Linked DNA regions of Pan troglodytes: region 2 is linked to region 1. A link is a contact called in public capture Hi-C data. All regions are on one chromosome and are shown on one strand. Each heading gives the region's core, a stretch centred on a gene start, on an enhancer-like site or on the middle of the called end of the contact. The rest is flanking DNA. Distances are from core to core; before and after follow the strand shown.

Region 1 (5,499 bases), core at 1,083-3,582:
TACAAAAACCCCCATGGAAAGAAAATCTCTGTGGATCTGAGCCCACTGGAAACGACTTCCCCAGACCTCAGGATCCATTCTTCTGGAAGCAGGTGAGGAGACACGACCCACAGGTACAGATAGGAGTCCTGCCTGTGGCTAACCTGACGCCATGGTGTTCAGGGGACAGAGTGAAGTCCATCATGGCCCGAGGCTGGAGTTGAACAATATGGAGCAGAAACAGCTCACTGGCTGCACCTTCTCACAGTGTCAGGCTCTTTCTGATCATGAAAGTGGCCTTGCCCTCAATTCCAGATGCCGAGGAGCTGGGCGACTCACAGAGCCCTCAATCTGCAGTTGTTAAACATGTCAGACCTCCATCTGCTTCCCAGTCTCAGCCTCTGTGCAGCCACCTGTGACTACACCTTCCTTAGTCAAAAAGCAAGTCAATATACTGGGGACATTTTGTGGGTAAAAGCTGTTGAAGATGTTGGGGGGCTGTGTGCTTTTTCTGGCATCAGGATCAAGGTGACTAACGCAGGCATGCATAATCATGGGAACAACCCCTCCTACTTAGGCAGCCTTGATAGTCTTCAAACATTTTTGCACACATGATCTTGTTGATCTCTGCAAGTATTTTATAAGGGGGGAAGACAGAAATATTCACCCTGGGGCACAGAGAGGCTTACGGGGGCAGAGACAACAAACAGGTGGAGCTCAAGCCATTCCTCAATTCCTTTGCTAGTGGCAGACATCATTAATCAATCATGCCATTCTTTCCAGTTCATCTGGGATGAGGCCTCAGAACGACTCAATACAACCCTTCAGGCAGCCACTACCAATCGATTAAGGATTGCTATCCTAGGTGTAGTAGATGTCAACTACGTGATCAGCTGGCTGACCTTGGGCAATTCTTACTGGTCTTCCCAATGGAAAAACAGGAAGATGGACTAGAAGTCCTGTGTTTCTGTGGAACGGCCTGTTGATAAGTCCTGTTTCATCCTTCTTTGCTTCTTTCCACACAGTGGTAGCTCAGTATCTTGCTACCTCTTGCATGGAATCCCTTGGTGGCCTCCTTTCTGGGCTCTAGTGCATTGTGGAAACTGTTGCCCGTTTACCCTTCTTAACATTGTCTGCTCAAGAACTTCCACAGGGAGGGTAACATCACATGCCGGGGCCTCTCAGGGGGTGGGGGGTAAGGGGAGGTAAAGCATTAGGACAAATACCTAATGCATGAGGGGCTTAAAACCTAGATGACGGGTTGATGGGTGCAGCAAACCACCACGGCACATGCATGCCTATATAACAAACCTGCAAGTTCTGCACACGTATCCCAGAATTTAAAGTAAAATAATAATAAAAAAAAGAACTTCCAAAGGCTCTCCATGCCCTTCCCAAGAGAGTCCCACTGCAGAGTGGCCATGCTCTGGCCCTTCTCCTCATCTCCAAGGAGATGCCAACTTGGCAACTCAATGCCAAGACTCCTCTTTACCCATCTCAGCTTTCAGCCAAAGGGCACATCCGTTTGTTCCTGTGTGTGGCCCACACTATCCCCATCCCACCCCCAGGCCTTTGCCCATGCTGTTCCCTGTGCCTGGGGGGGCCTGCCCCCACCACCATTCCTCATGTCTGCTTCTCAAAGCCTCCTCCATCTTAAAGGCCGTCTTAGCCAATGCTACCACATGCTTGACAACTTCAATGAATTTTCCACAGCAGGGGGTACCCACTCCCTCCTCTAAAATATTAGTGCATTTTTTTTCTCTTTCCACATGCCTGTTCCTGCCCCTCCCTCAACCTTCTGACTTACTCACCTAGGAAACTCCAGGTGACTCACAGCCAGCACTCTGGGCAACAAACAGGAGATTTGCCTTCCTTTCCAATAGCAGTCATGATGGAGGCATTTCCCGAGACCTACTATGCACAAGATGCCAGGGTGGTGGGGAGGAGCATCTGGCAGGGGTTCTTGGCAGCCACTGGAGTTCTTTCTCCCTAGGAGGGATGCAGCTATCAGAGGGGTGGCTTTAGTTCTGAAGGGAGATGGGCTTTGCAATGTCTGCACTTCTGAGGGGTATGAGGAGAGGGAAGAGAAAGACTGAGGCCAATGAGGGAACACAGCTCCTTTCTTCTCTCTAGAAAGCCCACGTCTTCCTCCTCTCCAGGAACCATCACTAACCATGCACTCTTACAGAGAACTTGCTGGAGAGAGTGAGGACTCAGACCCTGCCTTAACCATAGGAACAAAAGTGACAGACACTCACAGGCCTTAGTGCCTGTGCTCAGGCTATTCCTACTATCGGGGCTGTACTTCCACTCCCTCTCCTCAACCCCTTCTAGGTCCTCCCAGCTCAGTGCCACCTCCTCCGGGAAGGCTTCCCTGACCACCCCACCTGGAAATGGCCTGTGCGCGTGGACTTCCTTAGCCCTTTAGCCTCTGGTAGAGTATTCAGCCAGTCCCACCTCCCTGTCGTCACTTATGTTGAAGAGACACTGCCATCACCTAGTTCCATAAGGCCTTTGAGGCTAAGGTCTGTTTCTGAGCCTCCCTGACTCCCCTGGGCCTAGACATGCTGACACATTGGGCACCCAGAAAAGTCTGCCGTGCAGAATGATCAGTGAGCACCAGGCGTGAGGCAGAGGCTCTGGAGGATGTCTCACGGTGTCCTTTCTGGGAATTTGTCTAACCCTTGCCCTACCTTCCAGGGGAAATGGCCTGGAAAAGCCAGCTGGGCCTCAGAGAGCAGGAGAAAAAGATTTTGGCATCCTCCGCTGCCCCTCCTGGCTGAATACCTTCATGCTGAATCCAAGGGAGTGATCATAAAAACTGGAGCCTCCTTGACTTATTTCTAGGGCCAAATCCAGGTGTCTGGGCTTCCCTTCATACCTGCTCTCACACCTGTGACACCAGTGGGCCTCAGGCTATTTCACCTGGAGTGGGGGGGACCCAAGAAGATGCCAGCTAACTCAGAAGGGCTATGTGGCAGCCCTGGGTTAAATCCTAGCTGTCACTAACCAGCTGGTGACTGTGGGCACGGGGCTTAGTCTTTCTGAGCCTCCATTTCCTTCCTTTATTTTTTACTTTCATTTTTGAGACAGGGTTTGGCTCTGTCACCCAGGCTGGAGTGCAGTGGCACAGTCACGGCTCATTGCAGCCTCCATCTGCTGGGCTCAAGCAATCCTCCCACCTCAGCCTCCCAAGTAGCTGGGACTACAGGTGTGCACCAGCACACCTGTCTAAATGTTGTATTTTTTGTAGATATGGGGTCTCACTATGTTGTCTAGGCTGGTCTTGAAATCCTGAGCCGAAACGATCCACCCACTTCAGCCTCCCAAAGTGCTGGGATTACAGGCATGAGCCACCGCGCCAGGCCCCATTTCCTTCCTTCCTTCCTTTATATTTTTATTATTTATTTATTTATTTATTTATTTTATTTTTGAGACAGTCTTACACTGTCACCCAGGCTGGAGTGCAGTGGCGCCGTCGCTGCTCACTGCAACTTCCGCCCTCCCAGGTTCAAGTGATTTTCCTGCCTCAGCCTCCTGAGTAGCTGGAATTACAGGCACCTGCCACCACGCCTGGCTAATTTTTTGTAGTTTTAGTAGAGATGGGGTTTCACCATGTTGGCCAGGCTGATCTTGAACTCCTGACCTCATGATCTGCCCGCTTCGGCCTCCCAAAGTGCTGGGACTACAGGCATGAGCCACCATGCCCAGCCTCCTTCTTTTAAAATGGAGCTAATAATCACAAGAAGACAAACACTGTAGGATTCTACCCACGTGAGGTTCCAAGAGTAATAAATTCATAGAGACAGAAAATAGGATAGTTACTAGGAGCTGGCGGAAGAGAGGATGGGGAGTTGGTGTTTAGTGGGCCCTGAGTTTCAGTTTTGGGGATGATGGAAAGTTCTGCAGATGGAGGGTGGTGATGGTTGTATGGCAATGTGAATGCTCTTTCTACTGAACTGTACGCTTAGAAATGGTTATGAGGGGCTGGGCGCGGTGGCTCACGCATATAATCCCAGCACTTTGGAGGCTGAGGCGGGCAGATCACGAGTTCAGGAGATCGAGACCTTCCTGGCCAACATAGTGAAACCCCATCTCTACTAAAAATACAAAGAATTGGCCAGGCGTGGTGGCATGCACCTATAATCCCAGCTACTCCGGAGGGTGAGGCAGGAGAATCGCTTGAACCGGAGAGGTGGAGGTTGCAATGAGCTGAAATTGCGCCATTGCACTCCAGGCTGGGCGAAAGAGCGAGACTTTGTCTCAAAAAAAAAAAAAAAGAAAGAAAGAAAAGAAATGGTTATGAAGATAAATTTTTGGTTACATGTATTTTATCCCAGTTAAACATTTTCAAAAATCTTTTAAAAAGAGGAGCCAGTGAGAGCGCTTATCTTTACCTCACGGGGTTGTGGTGGGAATCGATGAGCAGATCCCACCATCACTGGGTCCGGTGTCTGGAATGGAAAGGACACTTAATAAGTCCTGTTCCCTGCCTCCCAGTCCCTTCTCTCGGGAGGGGAGGCCAGGGTCCCTGTGGCTGAGGCTGCAGCGTGTGTCACAAGGCAGTGGCAGTGGCCCAGCTGCCCGCAGTGGAAGTAGTGAGCTCCCCGACAGAGGCAGTGTGCGAGTGGTAGAGGCCAGGCAACTACACGTGGTGGTGGATGTGGGCTCTGAGCTCCCTTCTCACCTGAGAGTTCAGACAGTTTCTCAGCTCGACCTGTCTTGCCCTACCCCGCCACCATCTTCAGTGGCTGCACTAGGGTGTCCTGGCCATTCTGTCCTCTGCCAACCAGACCACGTCCAGGAGCACCCACAACACACCTCCCTGGGCCAGGCAGGCTGTAGGGGCTACAACCAGCCTCCAGGAGCCTATGGTCAGGTGGAGGTGAGCGAGGGAAGGAACAGGGGCAGAAGCAATCAAGACAGGTGGCACCTCCTAGGTCCTGGGTTGGGGACAGAGCAGGGACAGGAGGAGCAAGGTGAAAAGAATGGCTAAAACCGCAGGGCAGACAGGCATGGGCTCCATCCAGCCCTCTAGTCTCTGAGCTGGTCTCTTCCTCTGGAAAGGGACCTGATCATAGCACCCCTTCCATAGGGCTGTGACAATAGACGACACAATGCAGAAAGCGCTCAGAGAACAGCAGACCCTCAACAAATGGTGATGGATGTCGATTGTTAGTTTTTGAGTGTTGAGTGATGTGTGTGTGTGTGTGTGTGTGTGTGATTTGTTTTTGACAGACAGAGTCAGAGAGAAGAGCCCAGTCCTCACCTCAGGAAGCTGGCATCCCTCTTGGGGCAAGATGTCTTCCAAACTGCCCTCCCCACAGCTCAGCCACCACCACTGTCCCCTCCCTTCTTCGGAGCAGGATAAGAAGCCCAGAGACCCAGATCCCCAGAACTTCTGCGAGCCCCTAAAGAAGTCCCCACTTCAACAGTCCTCCTTCCCTGCACAGTCCTCCTTCCCTCTTCTCAGCCCAAGAAGAGCCCCCTCCCTGCCCATTCACCACAGAGGGTCTTTGG
Region 2 (5,158 bases), core at 2,514-5,013, 890 kb after region 1:
GAGATGAATCTGCCTAGGCCCCACCTCCTTCTATTCCGTCTCCTAGGACTACTACATTTTATTTGTGTTAAAAGATATCACCTGTAGATGAAAGGTGTTTTCTTTTTTTTTTTTTTTTTTTTTTTTTGAGACGGAGTCTCGCTCTGTCGCCCAGGCTGGAGTGCAGTGGCGCGATCTCGGCTCACTGCAAGCTCCGCCTCCCGGGTTCACGCCATTCTCCTGCCTCAGCCTCCCGAGTAGCTGGGACTACAGGCGCCCGCTACCACGCCCGGCTAATTTTTTGTATTTTTAGTAGAGACGGGGTTTCACCGTGTTAGCCAGGATGGTCTCGATCTCCTGACCTCGTGATCCGCCCGCCTCGGCCTCCCAAAGTGCTGGGATTACAGGCGTGAGCCACCGCGCCCGGCCGAAAGGTGTTTTCAGTGGTAAACCGTGCACCGGCGTATAAACTTGGTGTAAAAAAAACCAAACAGAAAAACAACTTGATGTAAAAATATGGAACGCTTCACGAATTTGCGTGTCATCCTTGCGCAGGGGCCATGCTAATCTTCTCTGTATCGTTCCAATTTTAGTATATGTGCTGCCGAAGCGAGCACGGTGTTGCTTACTTTCCACAAGATATATAAAGCCAAGAAATCGAAATACTTTAAAGTTACGGTAAGCATATGATAGTCCATTTTAAAACATAATTTTAAAACTGCAAACTACCCAAGAAATTATTACTTTCTACGTCCGTATTTTGTACTAATATCTTTGTGTTTACAGTCAAATTAATTCTAATTATCTCTCTAACAGCCTTGTATCGTATATGCAAATATGAAGGAATCATGGGAAATAGGCCCTCTTCCTGCCCGACCTTGGCGCGCGCTCGGCGGGCGGTCACGCTCCGTCACGTGTTGCGTTTTGCCTGCGCGTCTTTCCACTGGGGCCGGGGAGGCGCGGAGGGATCAGACGCGGGCTTTTACTCAAACGCTGATCCCCGAAACTACCGAGCAGTGTCTGCGCGACGCGAAAGCATTTTTGGAGCGAGGGGCCATGGTGCCCATGGGATTCCCACGGGTGTTCGACTCGGGACCCCGAAAAGGTTGCGAGTCGCTGGTTGGACCCTTTCCTGCGCGGGGACCCGAGAGACGTGACCCTAGCGAGGCCTGGGGCCACCCACTGTGGGCCGGAAGGGGCCGACAGGGGTTGCGGCGGGGGATCGTGGGGAGGGTGGGCCAGGGCGCGCCTTCAGCTTCCCCTCGGCTTCTCGGAACTAGCTCTCTGCGTTCGGAGCCAAGGCGATGAGGGTGTCTGCTTTGGGACGCAAACTTCCAGTAGTGGTGGAAGTCTGGGAAGGGTCACCACCGTTTGAGCCAACATTTAGAAAGAGCCAGGCGCTTAACCTAAATGGTATCATTTCCCCCATTTTGCAGTTTAGCAAACAGGCTCTGGGAGGTTAAACCATCAGCTCCAGTGATCCTGCCACTGGTTAAAGTAGTTGGGATTTGGATGCGAGTCTGGTTTCAAAGACTTTTTTTTTTTACGCAGTGGAGTTTGGAAAAGATTTGAGACCACAAGTGCAGCCTCCGCTTTCCTTGTTAGAGTTACTCCAGAAGCCCTGACCAGCTCAGACTTTCCTTCCTACTTCCATTCCTTCAACAAATATTGAACATCTGTGGTGTCAGCACCCGGGCTTCAGGGATGCGTGAGTGGGCAGGGTTGCTATGGTCATGGAGCTCGGTTCCAGCAGGGGAGCCAGGCAGACATGAAAGAGCCCTCTGGATGCCGAGACGTGTGCTGTGAAAGTGTGGCATAGAAAGTGCCTGGGGGATGATGGCCACTTCAGTGGGGCAAGAGAGAAGGTGACATTGGAGCTGTCATTGATGATAATGGCGGCAGCGCTGAGAGGACGGGGACCGAGATCCAGGCAGAGGACCTTGCAACCACCTGAGTCAGTGTCACCCATCTGGGCCAGCCCTTCCCGGGAGACCACTGTGGTGGTAGTTGCTGCTCCCAGCAGTGCTGTGGCTCAGTACTGAGAGAGGGGAGGGACCTGGGGAGCCACTGACAGGGAGTTCGGGCTTTGGAGGCTTGAGTTCTCCCACTCGGTACGCCTCTTAAGTGAAATGGAAGTCATTTGACTAGCTTCTCATCTGACCTTACTAAATAAGCAGTAGGCAAACGCAAACCTCAGAATTCTAATATGGCCTTTATTGAGTGAAAAGAGCTAATTTGGACAATGATGTTTACCTCAGATTTACAAAAGAGAATTGCAAATAACCAAAAAGCACATTAACATGGATGGGAGATGATGCTAATCTTCAATTAGCATCCACATTTTTATTCATTTATTTAGAACAGGTAGGGCTGGTGGTTTCATAAATGCCTTATTGTGGAAACTAGCATGAGATACACCTAGTTATTGGTTCAACATTTCTGGCTACATGAGCATGTGTTACTTTGAGCCAGAGGTAGATTTTTTGTTGTTGTTTGTTTTTTTGAGATGGAGTCTCGATCTGTCACCCAGGCTGGAGTGCAGTGGTGCAATCTCAGCTCACTGCAACCTCTGCCTCCTGGGTTCAAGCAATTCTCCTGCCTCAGCCACCATGCCAGGCTAATTTTTGTATTTTCAGTAGAGACGGGGTTTCACCATGTTAGCCAGGCTGGTCTGGAACTCCTGACCTCAGGTGATCCACCTACCTTGGCTTCCCAAAGTGCTGGGATTACAGGCGTGAGCCACCATGTCTGGACTCTTTTTTTTGAGATGGAGTCTCACTCTGTCACCCAGGCTGGAGTGCGGTGGTGTGATCTTGGCTCACTGCAATCTCTGCTTCCTGGGTTCAAGAGATTCTCCTGCCTCCACCTCCCAAGTAGCTGGGACTACAGGCTCACTATCATGCTGGGCTAATTTTTTTTTTTTTTTTTTTTTTTTTTGAGTCAGAGTCTCACTCTCTTCAGCAGGCTGGAGTGCAGTGGCATCATCTTGGCTCACTGCAACCCCTCCTCCCAGGTTCAAGCGATTCCCCTGCCTCAGACTCCTGAGTAGCTGGAACTACAGGTGTGTGCCATCACCCCCGGCTAATGTCTGTGTTTTCAGTAGAGACAGGGTTTCGCCATGTTGGCTAGGCTGGTCTCAAACTCCTGACCTCAAGTGATCTGCCTGCCTCAGCCTTCCAAAGTGCTGGGATTAAAGGCGTGAGCCACCGCGCCCCGCCAATTTTTTGTCTATTTTTTCTTGTCGAGCAATTTTGCAGAGGAGAAAGATCTGAGTTCTAGTTCTCATTCCACCTGGAACTGTTTGTGACCTTGGCCTGCTCCCTGTACCTCTCTGTCTCTGGTTCTGTTTTAGCTTCTGCAAAGTGAGGAAACTACCCTAGAGATGATCCTTGACATTTTTCAGCATTGAAATGCTGGCATTCTTGCAGCTGGATAACTGAAGGACGTTTTTGGATAATTGTAATTTTCTGATATTCTGCATTCTCCCAGTACCATGAAAAAAAATAATAATTAGCAAGATGTAAAAATTCAAGAGGGTTTTTCTTTTCTCTTTGAGAAGGGTGAAGCAAGCTGGTCATCCTGGAGCCATGGAGGGCCCCAGGATCAGCCCACAGGGGCGGCTGTGGATCTAGGGCCTGGGACCTGCTGAACCGTATCACAACATGCCTCTGAGCTCCAAAGGCCAGTACAGACGAAGCGGGAGGCTGGTGAAGGGGAGGGGATACATTGAGTGTAGCATGGAGGTGGAGGAGAGGAGGCAGCATGGAGGGGCTCAGGGAGGGGAGAGCCGAGTGGACCATGACTTCATGGGAAGTCCCAAGCCCCCACAGGCCTTGAGGGAATAGGCATTGCAGGCGAGGAGAGTGTGGGTGCCAGAGAGGACTGGACTGGTGGGCAGGCTTGGAGTTGCAGTGGGAGCCGGCTCCTGCCGCCTTCAGAGTTGTTGGCTTCTCTTCACTCTGCAGGCCTGAAAAGAACTGAGTCCTGGCAGTCTTCCCTGAATGTTCTGGACTACAGAACCCCAAGAGATGAGGAGTGGTCCCCCTATCCTGTTTGAGGTGGTACTTCCCACTACCTGAGTAGGAGAGAGCAGAGCCAACTTTATTTCGAACAATTAAGAAATGGGCTGTTTCATATGGAAAAAATGTCAGTGAAGACATGAACTCTTAGCATTCTCTAAAATTATGTAATGTTTCTCTTACAGCCAGAGAGCATTGCATGTTTTCGTGTATCATTTTATTTGAAGCAGGAAGGGCTGGGGACTCCCATCAGCCCCACCGGAGGGAAGGAGGGAGGAAGGAGCGGGGATGTGGAGAGAGGCCCCTGTGACCTTGTTTATGTGCAGGCCTGGGAGGAATGGCATTAGTGGTTTCAGGAGGTGTTGCCCTGGGATTGTAGCACAGGGACAATGCGCTGAGTTCACATGCCTGACCCTGAAGCTCCAAAGGCCTCAGACACAGAGCATGGCCAGAGCGGGGTTGGAGGAGGCCTGAGTGTGGGGGAGGACCCACTCCCCCAGGCTGCCTGAAATTCCTGTGAGCTGCTCATGCTCTGAGTTAAGCCTTGTTCTTATAACATCTCTTTTGAAGTGCACTCTGTCACCTAATTCACCTCAATGTGAATGAGTTTTTCCAAAGTTAAGCTGAAGGGGGGTGGAGTAGGCAAATCGGTCTGTGTGCCCACAGCTCAGAGGGTGGCCTGGGGGAAGAGACAGGGTCAGCTGTGGCCAGCTGACCTCTCAGAGGGAGTTTCTTTTAAGACTTGTAAGCCCGGTGTGCCCAGAGCCCTTGCTCTGCTCGGGTGGCCCCTGGTGTGTTGAGATCAGTTCTAATCCATCCCAGATGCCGGGCCTCAATGGAGCCCTCTGGTCCCGCCCCTCCCCCTGCACAGCCCAGGCTGCCCCTTTTACTCTCCCCCAGATCTCATATTTGTGCCCAGAATGTCTTAAAAGATCTGTTTCCTCACCTGTGGGATGGTGATTGTGCTGCCTGCTTTGCAGGGTCATTTGAAGGTTAAATGCAGGATTGGGTGTGAAAGGCCCTAGCACATTGGATGAGCTGATTGATGCCAAGTGTTTACAATAGTCCTGGGCTATTCTAATGCTCAATACATAACCACTTACTTATTCTTCTTTTCCTTCGTCTTGCAACTATCTGCATGAAATAAACTTTCTTTAAGG

The links. Capture Hi-C pulls out chosen DNA fragments and counts their contacts.
Region 2: a contact with region 1 is called in a capture Hi-C map of stem cell-derived neural stem cells, with 2.8 times the contacts expected there. The contact joins two enhancer-like sites. A contact is called at or near these places in 2 of 7 Hi-C or Micro-C datasets (induced pluripotent stem cells and stem cell-derived neural progenitor cells), 1 of 1 datasets of contacts at active chromatin or transcription factors (stem cell-derived excitatory neurons) and 1 of 1 other capture datasets (stem cell-derived neural stem cells).

The regions. Positions count from the first base shown.
Region 1 is chr16:58,948,544-58,954,042 of NHGRI_mPanTro3-v2.0_pri, forward strand. No RefSeq gene overlaps it. Among named protein-coding and RNA genes, the nearest start is that of SMAD3, 110 kb to the right of the region's middle. Within about 2 kb of position 2,333, at least 1 of the 24 cell types and tissues checked has an H3K27ac peak or open chromatin away from gene starts, as enhancers often do. A contact at or near this core is called in stem cell-derived neural stem cells, where this site is marked.
Region 2 is chr16:59,834,833-59,839,990 of NHGRI_mPanTro3-v2.0_pri, forward strand. The region is part of intron 9 of SKOR1 (SKI family transcriptional corepressor 1); the gene reads left to right. It overlaps LOC112205800 (U6 spliceosomal RNA), which reads right to left and starts at 596; the gene lies at 490-596. Within about 2 kb of position 3,764, at least 4 of the 24 cell types and tissues checked have an H3K27ac peak or open chromatin away from gene starts, as enhancers often do. A contact at or near this core is called in stem cell-derived neural stem cells, where this site is marked.